Linked DNA regions of Pan troglodytes: region 2 is linked to region 1. Evidence: chromatin contacts called from public HiChIP or PLAC-seq data. All regions are on one chromosome and are shown on one strand. Each heading gives the region's core, a stretch centred on a gene start, on an enhancer-like site or on the middle of the called end of the contact. The rest is flanking DNA. Distances are from core to core; before and after follow the strand shown.

Region 1 (5,475 bases), core at 847-3,346:
ACATCTACTCTTTCACACAGCGTCCCTATGCTTATGGAGCTCCCTCTGCTGGAATGCTTTTCCTAACTTCCTTTACCTAATTCTTACCTTTCAAAACTCAGTTCAAGAACCACCTACCTCCTCCAGGACGCTTTCCCAAACCACTTTCCCTAGCCACTCTCCTATGTCATCTGGATGCTCCCCAACACCCCTAGAGTATTCTGTGCATATCTCCCTCTTATAATTTACCATATTCACATTACATTGAAGTGACTGCTTTCTGTACCTGACTTCCTGTTGGAATCTATCTTCATTTTTAATTTTAATTTTTTTTTTTAGAGACAGGGTCTCACTGTCACCAGGCTGGAGTGCAGTGGTGCAATCATAGCTCACTGCAACCTCGAACTCCTGGGCTCAAACGATCCTCCTGCCTCAGCCTCCCAAGTAGATGGTACTACAGGTGCAGGCCACCGTGCCTAGCTAATTATTTAAAAAATATTTTTTGTAGAGACTGGGTCTAGCTATGTTGCCCAGACTGGTCTCCAACTGCTGGCCTCAAGTGATCTTGCTGCCTTGGCCACCCAAAGTGCTGGGACTACAGGCATGAGCCACTGTACTCCACCATGGACTGAATCTCTGAAGAGCAGAAATTAGATTTTATTAGTCTTGGTAACTTCAGTGGTTTACCAATGCCTAGCAAATCATGGATACTCAAATATTGATTTAACTGAAGTCTAGTAAATAAGTAAAAAATGTGCAGTTCAATAAAGTCTTGCCTGAAATAGAGGAAAGCACAGGTCCACAACCCTTTAGTTGCAATTCCAAAATCTCTGCTCTCAAACAAAAAGTTTTTTACTTTTCTTTCTTTTCTTTTCTTTTCTTTCTTTTTTTTTTTAATACAGTGTCTCCCTGTGTCGTCTAGACTGGAGTGCAGTGGTGTGATCATGGCTCAACTCCTAGGCTCAAGCGATTCTCCTGCCTCAGCCTCCGGAGTAGCTGCTGGGACTGCAGGAACGTGCCACCATGGCTGGCTCAAACACAAAGTTTTTTCATAAAACTCACTTGGCGGCAAAATTCTACCTTACCTGAAGTTATTTACGGGGTTTTTAATTTCCACTTTGAATAAATATTCACATCTTGTTGAGTAGTATTATAGTTTCAGGTAAGGGATTAGGAAAGGGAGCTGTTAAGTGGAAGGGCTCTCTCGGGTGGTTTCTGCAACTGTGGTCCCAGAGGAAGCACTCACCTCCTGAGCAACAACGCGAAGGGTGTCCAGATGGCGGCCAGTGATGTAAACTGTGGCGCCTGCTTTGCAGAGCTGCAAGGCAATGCCACGGCCAATACCCCTGGAGGCACCAGTCACCACACACACTTGGCCATTCATGGGAGCTGCCATGACTCACAGGCAAAGGAGGAAGGTCTGTGGAAGCAAAGACTTACTCTGAGGGAAGCCTGGAGACTGTGTGTGTGCTGGGGCGAGGTTGGGGGGTAGGGGGGAACCTCACTAGGGCTAAGAGGAGGAGCCAAGGTAAGAATCCTTTGAGGGGAGAGGAGTCAGAGGCTGACAACTGGGTGCGGGCCTGAGGACAAGGCTGTCTTTTGGGAGGCCCAGAGAGTGAAGAAGGGGCTGAGTGGGACTGTCCAGAGGTGAACAACTACTACGACCCTCTGAGTGTGGCTGCCTGGATGGGGGAATCTGGCGCGGCAGCCCCTCGGGGCGCGTCCACGCAGAGTCCTGGGCTATCTGAAGCTCCGGTCCCTGGCCTGACTCAGTCCGGCTGAGCCAGAGGCGCAGCTTCCGGGCCGGGGATGAGCGCGAAGCCTGGAGATCCTAAGCCCTAAGTGGGACGAGCGTGTGCCGCTTACCTGCCACCTGCGCTGCCGCTGAGGTCTGCAGATTGCGGGGCTGCGGTGGAAGTCTGGGTTCTGGCCCAGATTGAGCCGGCGACGTGGAGGCAGTGTTCAAGGATTGATTCTGTAGTAGGACCCGGGGCGATTCTGTGCTGAGGTCGAGGGGCAGAGTCCCGGGCCAAAGTTAGAACCTGCGGATGGGGGCGGAGCGATCTGGGTGACACACCCACCCCGCCCGGCTGGGGCGGCGCGGAACTATGACGTAGTAGGTGCGTCAGGAGCGCGCCCGGGTTTCTAAACTTTGTCTGGGTAAGGCGCACGCTTGGCGACGTCGAAGGTCCGTCCGCAGTTAAGGAAGCTTTTGCAGCCGGACAGGTCGCGAAGCACACATGGGGCAGGGTCCGCGCTCTCCACACAAGGTGGGGCGCCGGTTCCCAGCTGGTGGCAAACGGGGGCGCGGGGCCAAGGGGTCGGGGCGCCCCTTACCAGGCCGTAAGCGGCAACCCTGGCCGCCTCCGGATGGGCGCTCGGAGCCGGCTCCAGATTCGCACCCGCACCTGAGCCCGGAAGCTCTGGGATATTTCCGCCGGGCGCTGTCAGCATTGAAAGAGGCTCCCGAGACTGGGGAAGAACGAGGTAGGCAGCAACTTCGGGGTTTAGACCAAGAGCATCAAATCCAGGGCAGGCAAGGAAACTTTCTAGGGTCGGCAGGGCGTGGGGACTTAGTTTCATTTCCCATGTCCTCTTCCTCGGCCTCCGACCCACGACCCTTGGTTAAGCGAGGGTACATAACTGTATTCTCTACTAAGTCTCTTCAAAGTGTGTCTTTCTTCACTTTTCCAGATCTGATGGTGCACAATATTATGAAGGAAGTAGAGACTCAGGCCCTAGCTTTGTCCACGAACAGGGCTGGCAGTGAGATGCTGCAGGAACTGTTGGGATTCAGTCCCTTGAAACCGCTTTGTCGCGTATGGGCTGCTCTGCGCTCTAACTTGCGCACTGTGGCCTGTCACCGATGCGGGGTCCATGTATTACAAAGTGCTTTGCTACAGCTCCCTCGATTGCTGGGGAGTGCTGCGGAGGAGGAGGAGGAGGAGGATGGAAAGGATGGTCCCACGGAGACCCTGGAGGAGCTGGTCCTGGGACTAGCCGCTGAGGTGTGTGATGATTTTCTTGTCTACTGTGGAGACACACATGGCAGCTTCGTGGTCAGAACTCTGCTTCAGGTGTTAGGAGGGACTATTCTGGAGTCTGAGAGAGCCAGGCCCCGTGGTTCCCAATCATCTGGTAAGTATTACAAGAGGAAAGTGGACCTAGGGGGAAGAAGAATTTAGAAAGTTCAGAATGAGACAGTAAACAGAAGAGTAAGTCTTCATGGGGGAGCTTGACCTGGAAGAATTAGCTTGACCTGTCCTAATCTGAACAGGGCTTAGCAAGCCAAAGATTAGTGTGTGCGGAGGCCCAGAGGTAGGGATGTACAGTTGTGTTTGGGGAAGGCTATTAGAATGGACGCAGGAGGAGAAATTTTTTTTTTTTTTAAGCATGACTTAATATACAAATGGACTTACGCAAAAGTAACATACACACTGGACTCAAGCAAAAGTTCAGGAAACAATACCCTTACTACATGCAGCCCACTCTGTTATTTTTTTTTCCTTTTCAAAACTATTCTGCTCTATTTCATTAAAAAAAAATGCTAGTTGAGACCACTAACTTGATTTCATGGTACAGTCTTGAGCTGTGATCCACATTTTGAAAAACTGGGAAATAAAGTTAGCGAGTTTAAATGAGGCTTTATTTTGGAATGCCTTGAATACCTGGCTGAGGAGGTTGAACTGTCTTCTGTGGACCATGGGGAAGCTGGTTGAAGTTTCTTAGAAAAATTAAGACAGAAATGTAGTCTCAGTTCAGTCATCCAGAAGAGACATTTAGTTGTACTACATCTGTTCTGCATCTCCAAGCGGACCTTGTTCATCTATGGAATTTTTCTCTCCTGGATGGCAGTTTGTGATCTCCCCACTGCACATGTTCTTAATCTTCCTTCAGAAGCACAGAAGACCCCAGCTCAGGAATGTAAGCCAGCTGATTTTGAAGTCCCTGAAACCTTTTTGAATCGCCTTCAGGACCTGAGCTCCTCCTTTCTGAAGGACATTGCAGGTAAGGAGGGAAGTAGGAGGATGGTCTCGTATCTACTTTTCTGGAGGTCATCTTACCACCAAGCAAGGCCCTTACATCAGGTTATTCCTCTTCTTTTCAAACCTGGTCTGGTTTGATGTTCAAAGCACTTTGTATAGTCCCTTTGTGTCCATAGTGCCCTGTATCTTGTTGCCTAAAGTTTGAGGTTACGCAGGTTGTCTGGATTTTGAGAAAGCTGCTTTATTTCTGCCCTCTCTCCACAGTGTTTACCACTGATAAGATCTCCAGCTTCTGTCTTCAAGTGGCTTTACAGGTTTTACACCGCAAACTTCCCCAGTTTTGCGCTCATCTCTGCAATGCTGTGATTGGCTACCTGAGTACTCGCAGTTCCTCAGTAGATGGCAGGTATGGTCAGGGCCTCAGGATCGACCCAAGTTGGCGGGGCTGTGTGAAATGAATGAGGTGATGTAGTGCAACTGTATTTTGCATGAAATGGAGTTAAGACTGCCTGATGCCCTTCTTGTCCCTAGTCCCCTACTGCTATTTCTCCGAGATCAGACAAGTTCCAGACTCCTGGAGCAGGTCCTGCTGGTGTTGGAGCCCCCAAGACTCCAGAGCCTCTTTGAGGAGCACTTGCAGGGGCAGCTGCAGACCCTGGCTGCACATCCCATTGCCAACTTCCCTTTGCAGCGCTTACTGGATGCAGTCACTACCCCTGAGCTGGTGAGTTGGAAACCTGAGCTGGATCTGTTTCTGCTAATTCTTGATCACTGGACCTTATTTTATGGTCTGTCTGCCTCTATATACCTTTGACATTGTGCTGGCCATTGCCCTTGAAAAGCTATTCTTTGAGGTTTTCCAGAGCTTAGGATAAAGGTGCCCACCTTCTAGTGAGGATTTGTTTTGACTTCTCTCAGGTATGAGGACCAGCAAGAGACTGGCTTTATTCAGGTTTACAGCTTGAGGTTCCATGGCCCACCCAGACTCTGGTACTTGGCTATAAGCCCACATGAGTGCTAGAGCTGTTGCCATAGCTTCTCTTTTCCTTTGCTGCTTAGGACTAAGGTGGGCTTCCCTGTGGTCTCATGCATTGGGTGTTAGAGTGGAAGTGCAGTTTAATTTTAGTCTCCCCTTGCTCCTAGTGCTCCCTTACACATAGGGAAGAGCCACTTAAAGTTCCTTCCTGTGAGGTGGCACCTCTAAGACTGCCCCCTTATCCTGGGCCTTATCTAGCCAAACAAAAGTCCTGATACTGGCAATGCTTTTTATGTTTTATCTAGCATTTTTAGTTGTTTTCGTTGGGAAGATTTCTCTGAATAATGTGGTCCGCCATTACCAGAATGCCAAAGTTACATTCCATGTTTCCCATCAGCTGTCCCCTGTGTTTGAGGAGCTGAGCCCTGTCTTGGAAGCTGTATTGGCCCAGGGCCACCCAGGGGTAGTCATTGCCCTGGTGGGGGCCTGTCGCAGAGTTGGGGCCTACCAAGCCAAGGTCCTACAGCTCTTGTT
Region 2 (5,906 bases), core at 2,781-5,280, 130 kb after region 1:
AGAGAGCTGGGAGGAAGGAGGCAGCAGTCAGAGTGTGGAGGGACTAAAGTTCAAACTTCAAAGGTGGAGCAGTTTCAGGAGGTGGCCAAGCAAGAGGATGCATGGTTATCGATGTTTTCCATGGTCCACTTCCAGCTCTGTATACCTGCTCTCAGCTCTGCTCTCAGCCAGAGCAAACACACGCACCCTAGTCTCAGGTGGGGAGGTAAGGGCCAGAGTCTATCTGGGATCCAGCATAGAAGGACAGCCAGGATTGCTGCCTGCTGGCTGCTCTGCTATACATGCAGAATGTGTACCATGTTCAGTCTAGACAATACACCCTCCTTCCTTCCTCACCAGCCACAGACTCCAGGCCCTTCCCACCCTTCTGCCTGTGGCTGAGCCTCCCACCCTAGCCCATACGGTGCTGGTTCAGCTTCTGACGGTGCTGGCTGAGATCCGTGATGCTGGCTTTCCTCACAGGAAGAAGCCTGCAGGGTACGCTGAGGCTTGTCCATCTGGGCTCCTGTGGGGGCCTGTCAGGCTCACCTGCGCCACCTGTCCCTGAACAGCATTGAGCAGGAAGCTGGGGTGGGGGAACCGGAGGAGCAGAGGCCGCAAAGTAGTGCAGATCTTCCTTCTTGCCAAACCTTGCCCTGATCCTAGGGCTGCAGGCAGGAACAGATGCAGCAGGTGGCTGGGAGGGTAACTGGGGGTGGGTGGGTGGAAAGGCCTGGTCTGGAGATGCCACAGCTCTACTCTTCTCTTAAACTTGGGTGTTTGGCACAGGGTCCCATGCAAAGAGGTGGGATAGGCAGCCAGAGGGAGTCTCTCTCCTGCCTCTGCTGTTTCTGGGGCAAGAGAGGGCAGAAGAAAGTTGTCAGGGGCTGGATTCTTGTGCTTGAAAGGCTTGGGTCCTCAGAGAGGGAAGATGAGGAAGCCAGAGAAACTTGAGTATTTCCAGCCACCCAGTAGATTCCCCCGACGCAGGCGCAGAGACACTCGGTCCCCGGGGTCCAAGGGCAGTAGCACAGAGCTGGTGGCTGCCTCCCGGGTCACGTCAGGGTCATTGGCAAAGGCTGAGATGACAGGCCACGTGTTCAGCATCAGGCTCACCTGGGGAGGGGAGCCCAGTTAGCCCCCATTCCCCAGGCTCTCCCTGGAGGGCTGAGGGGTGGCCAGCATTGGACTCTGCACATCCTCCACACTCAATGCAAGGCAGGCCCATTCCTCCCCTGGTCCTGGCCTCCAGGACACAGGTCAATGGAGAGTCCACCCGGAGGTCAGCTGGGCTCCCCTTCTTCCCCCTCCCCACCCTCCCGAGCCGGGGATGGGGGCCAGTGCTGAGGTCACCTGGACAGTTTGGCGGTTGTACACCTTCACCACATGGAACCGGAAGCTGTAGACACCCCGGACAGGGGCTACGAAGGAGCCAGAGGCCCGGTCAAAGCCACCGCCCTCGTTCACCAGGACCTGGGGGAAGCAGAGCCTGCTGAGTGGGGCTCAGGAAATGCCCATGGCTCAGGGGTACCATGGGGACTAGGGGCAGGGGCAGTGAGTAATGAATAGAAGGAGTGGCAAGTAGGAGTGAATAGGAGTGAACAGATTCAAAAGAAATGGTGAGAAGGAGCAAGGAGGGAGCTGCGTATGGGTGGAGGGAGGGGAAACCGTCGGTGGGGTGGTGGGGCAACAGGCCAGATTAGGGAAAGATGTAGGAAGCTGTTTTCTTAAAGCCTCAGAGACAGCAAAGTGGGCTTGGACAGTTGCTTCCAGGTCCTTGCAGGGTCCTTCCAGGTCCCCTGGACAGGGGTAGGGGGATTACCTGGTCGAAGTAGATGGCCCCACTGGTGCCATTGCCGGTTTCCCCTGCTGGCTCATGGTGGTGGCTTCGGACCGCAGCAAATGCCACTCGCCCAGGGGGCGCCTCTCCCAGGGCTGCTCCCCCGGGCCCCCCTGCAGCAGCTCGGCCAGGCTCACAGACCACCAGGCACTCCCCCTCCAGCAGGACGGGCTCTGACCCCTCCTGGGCCCACCCGGCCCCAAGGGCCAGAAGCACCAGAACCAAGGGCAGTCCGGGACTGTGTAGGGGACCTGGTAGCCAGTGTGGCTTGGCTCCCAACATGGCTGAGGGGCTCTGCAACCCACAAGTGCCCCGGTCTTCTGCCCCTCTTCTGTTTCCGCTCCTCTCCCTGGATTCTCACCGCCGGCACCCTGATCGTCTGCCCTCTCTTGGCTTGCTGAACCCCCTTTCCATACCTGTGTCCCAGCTCTGTCCTGCCTCCCACTCTTACTCCTGCTGTCACTGCAGTTCCCTCCTCCTTGGCAGAGCATGCAGTGACAGCAGTTGGGCTTTGGGAGAGAAAGGAGGGATGAAGCCGCCTGCCCGCTGGACGGGAGGGCTGCAGCCAGAGCTTCAGGGCAGCCCTGCTGGATGGGACAGCACTGAGGGCTGGACCTGGGGGGATGGAGAACATGGTATGTGTGTGTGAGGGGTGTGAGAGAATGTGTGAGTGTGTGCATATGCCAGAGGCAGCCCCTCAACCCCTTCCTCCTATTCCTCTTCTCTTCAAAATCCCCCACAAATCAACAGCCCTTCTTCGTGGCATCTTTCCATTTGTTGGAAGAAAGGGGTACTCCACCAGGGGTACTCTCCGCCTCCCGCCTCCCGCCTCCCGCCTACCCCCTCCGCCACGATTGCTTTGGTGGAAAGTGCTTGGGCCTAGAGCACCAGTGGGCCAGTCACGCTGCCTCTTTGGTCGGCCACATCTTTTTTCGCGGGAAACAACTTTCAACGCATGGTTCCCCTTTCCGAGAAGTAACTGCGCAGAATGCGCGAGGACCCTGAGGGCCGGGAGACAGACGGGAGGGCTGGTGAGAAGCGCAAGGAGCGAGCCCTGGAGCCGCCGAGGGGACTAGGCCGAGCGGGCCCGTCGGGGCTTCTGGGTGCGGCGGCGGGGTTGGGAGGAGGGCGCGCAGCCGGGAGGAGCTGGGCTGACTCCGCCCCAGGCCAGGAAGTGACTCAAGAAACAGTTTGCGTGCGATGTGGACAAGAGAGGTCCCCGTTGGGTGAGGAACCCGGGAAGGCCCGCCCAGATTCGGGCCCCCTGCCCTTGTCCCCTGGGCTGGGGGCGCGGGCAAAGCGGGGGCCCGGCGGGCGCTGAGAGGACCCGAAGCCGGCGCGGGCGGCGGAGGCGGTAGGCGCGCCCCTCCCCCGCGCCCGGGAGCGGGGAGCGGGAGCCGCAGTGCGGAGTAGGCCCGGCCCGGGGTGGCTGCCCCAGTCCGCGGTGGGCGGGCCCGGCCCGGCCCCTGGGCCCTGGGCGGCGCTCGTGGCCTGACGGAGAGGGGCAGCGGACGGCTGGGGGAGGGGTGGGAGTGGCTTGAACCTTGGAAATGGCAGACCAGGGCCCCCAGAGGACAGCCTAGTTCAATCCCCTGCTGAGGATTCGTCCTTAAGAAGCTTCAGAGTCCCCCAGGAGACTCCTTCTGGCCTCCAGGCCGAGCTGGAGCCCCCCCACCCTACTTGCTCCGGACTGTGGTCGTCCTTTTCCAAAGCCCAGACGCCCACTCTCGATAGACAGCCTTGTTTACCGGGACTTCCTCTCCGGAGAGGCCTGCGTGACATACACCCTCCCTACCTCCAGTGGACTCAGATGCTTGTCACCTCCTGGGGCTGTTTACCAGAGCCTTAACTAGGTGCGACCTGTTGATAGCTGGTGTAGTCCCAGGAACCAGGATTTGGATTGAGGGTACAATGAGGCTCTGAGCTGCCTTCTCCCCTTCCAGGGCTGGGGGCAGCAGCCATGCCTACCTGGGGGGCCCGCCCCGCGTCCCCAGATCGCTTTGCGGTGACTGCGGAGGCTGAGAACAAGGTTCGGGAACAGCAGCCCCATGTGGAGCGCATCTTCAGCGTGGGGGTGAGCGTCCTTCCGAAGGACTGTCCGGACAACCCCCACATCTGGCTGCAGCTGGAGGGCCCCAAGGAAAACGCCAGCAGAGCCAAGGTGAACGCCTTCTCTCCCCCATCCCTCCAGGCACCAAGGACGCTTTCCCCCAGGGCGGAGGAGAGCAGGGAAGAGGAGGGGCCTGGGGAGGATCTCCACTTCTTGGTTGTCTCACTGGCAACCTCAGTGCCCCTGAGTTTTGAGGGACTTTCCAACTCTATATTTGTTTTCAGTTTCAGCTTAATTTCTTCTGTGATGGCCCAGGCTGGCAAAAATCATTCTGTGCTCTTTGGGAGAATAGAGATATCTGGCTGAACAAGTTGGCCCCACCAAGGAATGCACTGTGGGGTGGGAGGCTGGGCCACATTGCTTCCTTTGGGATTAGGCTGGGGTTCCAGGATGGCTCAATCATGTACCAGCTTTGTGATGGGAGTCTCAGTTTCCTTATCTCTAAAATGGGAATAACATCATGTGGATACTCCAGACATCCTGGAGCTCAGGAGCGAGCAAGGAGCCAGGAGGGGTGATCTGGGCCAGTTAGTTTACTTTTCCTGACCTTCCCTTCCTCCCAACCAGGAGTACCTGAAAGGCCTCTGCAGCCCAGAACTGCAGGATGAAATCCACTACCCGCCCAAACTGCACTGCATCTTTCTGGGAGCCCAGGGCTTCTTCCTTGACTGCCTGGCCTGGAGCACGTCAGCCCATCTGGTGCCCAGGGCGCCAGGCTCACTGATGATCAGTGGCCTGACTGAAGCCTTTGTCATGGCTCAGAGCCGGGTAGAAGAGCTGGCAGAGCGGCTGAGCTGGGACTTCACGCCAGGACCATCTTCCGGAGCCTCTCAGTGTACTGGAGTGCTGAGAGACTTCTCTGCCCTGCTGCGGTCCCCGGGGGATGCCCATAGAGAGGCTCTGTTGCAGTTGCCCCTGGCTGTCCAGGAGGAGCTGCTGAGTCTGGTGCAGGAGGCGTCTAGTGGGCAGGGGCCAGGAGCACTGGCTTCTTGGGAGGGGCGGAGCTCAGCCTTGCTGGGTGCTCAGTGCCAAGGAGTGAGAGCTCCCCCTAGTGACGGCAGGGAGTCCCTGGACACTGGATCTATGGGACCCGGAGATTCCAGGGGAGCAAGGGGAGACACTTACGCTGTGGAGAAGGAGGGAGGGAAACAGGGTGGTCCCAGGGAGATGGATTTGGGGTGGAAGGAGTTGCCTGGGGAAGAGGCGTGGGAGAGAGAAGTGGCCCTCAGGCCACAGTCAGTGGGTGGAGGGGCAAGGGAGTCAGCACCCCTGAAAGGGAAGGCCCTGGGGAAGGAGGAGATAACTCTGGGAGGAGGAGGGTTCTGTGTCCACCGTGAGCCTCCCGGTGCCCATGGCTCCTGTCACAGGGCAGCTCAGTCCCGAGGAGCCTCCCTCCTCCAGCGACTCCACAATGGGAATGCCTCTCCTCCGAGGGTGCCCAGCCCTCCACCTGCACCGGAACCCCCATGGCACTGTGGAGACCGGGGTGACTGCGGAGACCGGGGAGACGTGGGGGACAGGGGAGACAAGCAGCAGGGCATGGCACGGGGTCGGGGGCCTCAATGGAAACGAGGCGCCCGAGGGGGCAACTTGGTGACTGGAACACAGCGTTTCAAGGAGGCCCTGCAGGATCCTTTCACCCTGTGCCTTGCCAATGTGCCTGGCCAGCCAGACCTCCGCCATATTGTCATTGACGGCAGCAACGTGGCCATGGTGTGAGTACCTGGTGGGGCTAAGGGCCTAGGAGAGGGAGGATATGTCCTGAGGGGCTGGCATTGTAGCCAGGGTGCCAAGCCCCTCCTCTGGCCGACCCCCTCCCACTACAGGCATGGCCTCCAGCACTACTTCTCCAGCCGGGGCATTGCCATTGCTGTGCAGTACTTCTGGGACCGTGGTCACCGTGACATAACTGTCTTTGTGCCTCAGTGGCGCTTCAGTAAGGATGCCAAAGTCAGAGGTGAGTTGGGCCTGGTCTTC

The links. HiChIP or PLAC-seq counts read pairs in DNA pulled down with a chosen protein or histone mark.
Region 2: an H3K4me3 HiChIP or PLAC-seq map of stem cell-derived excitatory neurons shows a contact between it and region 1, with 4 times the contacts expected there. The contact joins the promoter of CBLN3 here to the promoter of DHRS1 in region 1. A contact is called at or near these places in 1 of 7 Hi-C or Micro-C datasets (stem cell-derived neural progenitor cells) and 1 of 1 datasets of contacts at active chromatin or transcription factors (stem cell-derived excitatory neurons).

What each region holds. Positions count from the first base shown.
Region 1 is chr15:22,593,666-22,599,140 of NHGRI_mPanTro3-v2.0_pri, forward strand. It overlaps DHRS1 (dehydrogenase/reductase 1), which reads right to left and starts at 2,097. Exons shown (of 9, transcript XM_509871.9): 1 at 1,846-2,097; 2 at 1,226-1,399. The coding sequence starts at 1,375. It overlaps NOP9 (NOP9 nucleolar protein), which reads left to right and starts at 2,082. Exons shown (of 10, transcript XM_522808.8): 1 at 2,082-2,466; 2 at 2,674-3,117; 3 at 3,877-3,987; 4 at 4,230-4,371; 5 at 4,497-4,689; 6 at 5,339-5,475. The coding sequence starts at 2,220. LOC104001983 (a long non-coding RNA gene) reads left to right here. Exons shown (of 6, transcript XR_010151079.1): 6 at 882-1,119.
Region 2 is chr15:22,722,631-22,728,536 of NHGRI_mPanTro3-v2.0_pri, forward strand. It overlaps CBLN3 (cerebellin 3 precursor), which reads right to left and starts at 4,031. Exons shown (of 4, transcript XM_001170186.8): 1 at 3,788-4,031; 2 at 1,802-2,434; 3 at 1,333-1,452; 4 at 1-1,095. The coding sequence starts at 2,101. The coding sequence ends at 898. It overlaps KHNYN (KH and NYN domain containing), which reads left to right and starts at 2,711. Exons shown (of 8, transcript XR_001709055.4): 1 at 2,711-3,045; 2 at 3,763-3,980; 3 at 4,497-5,644; 4 at 5,756-5,886.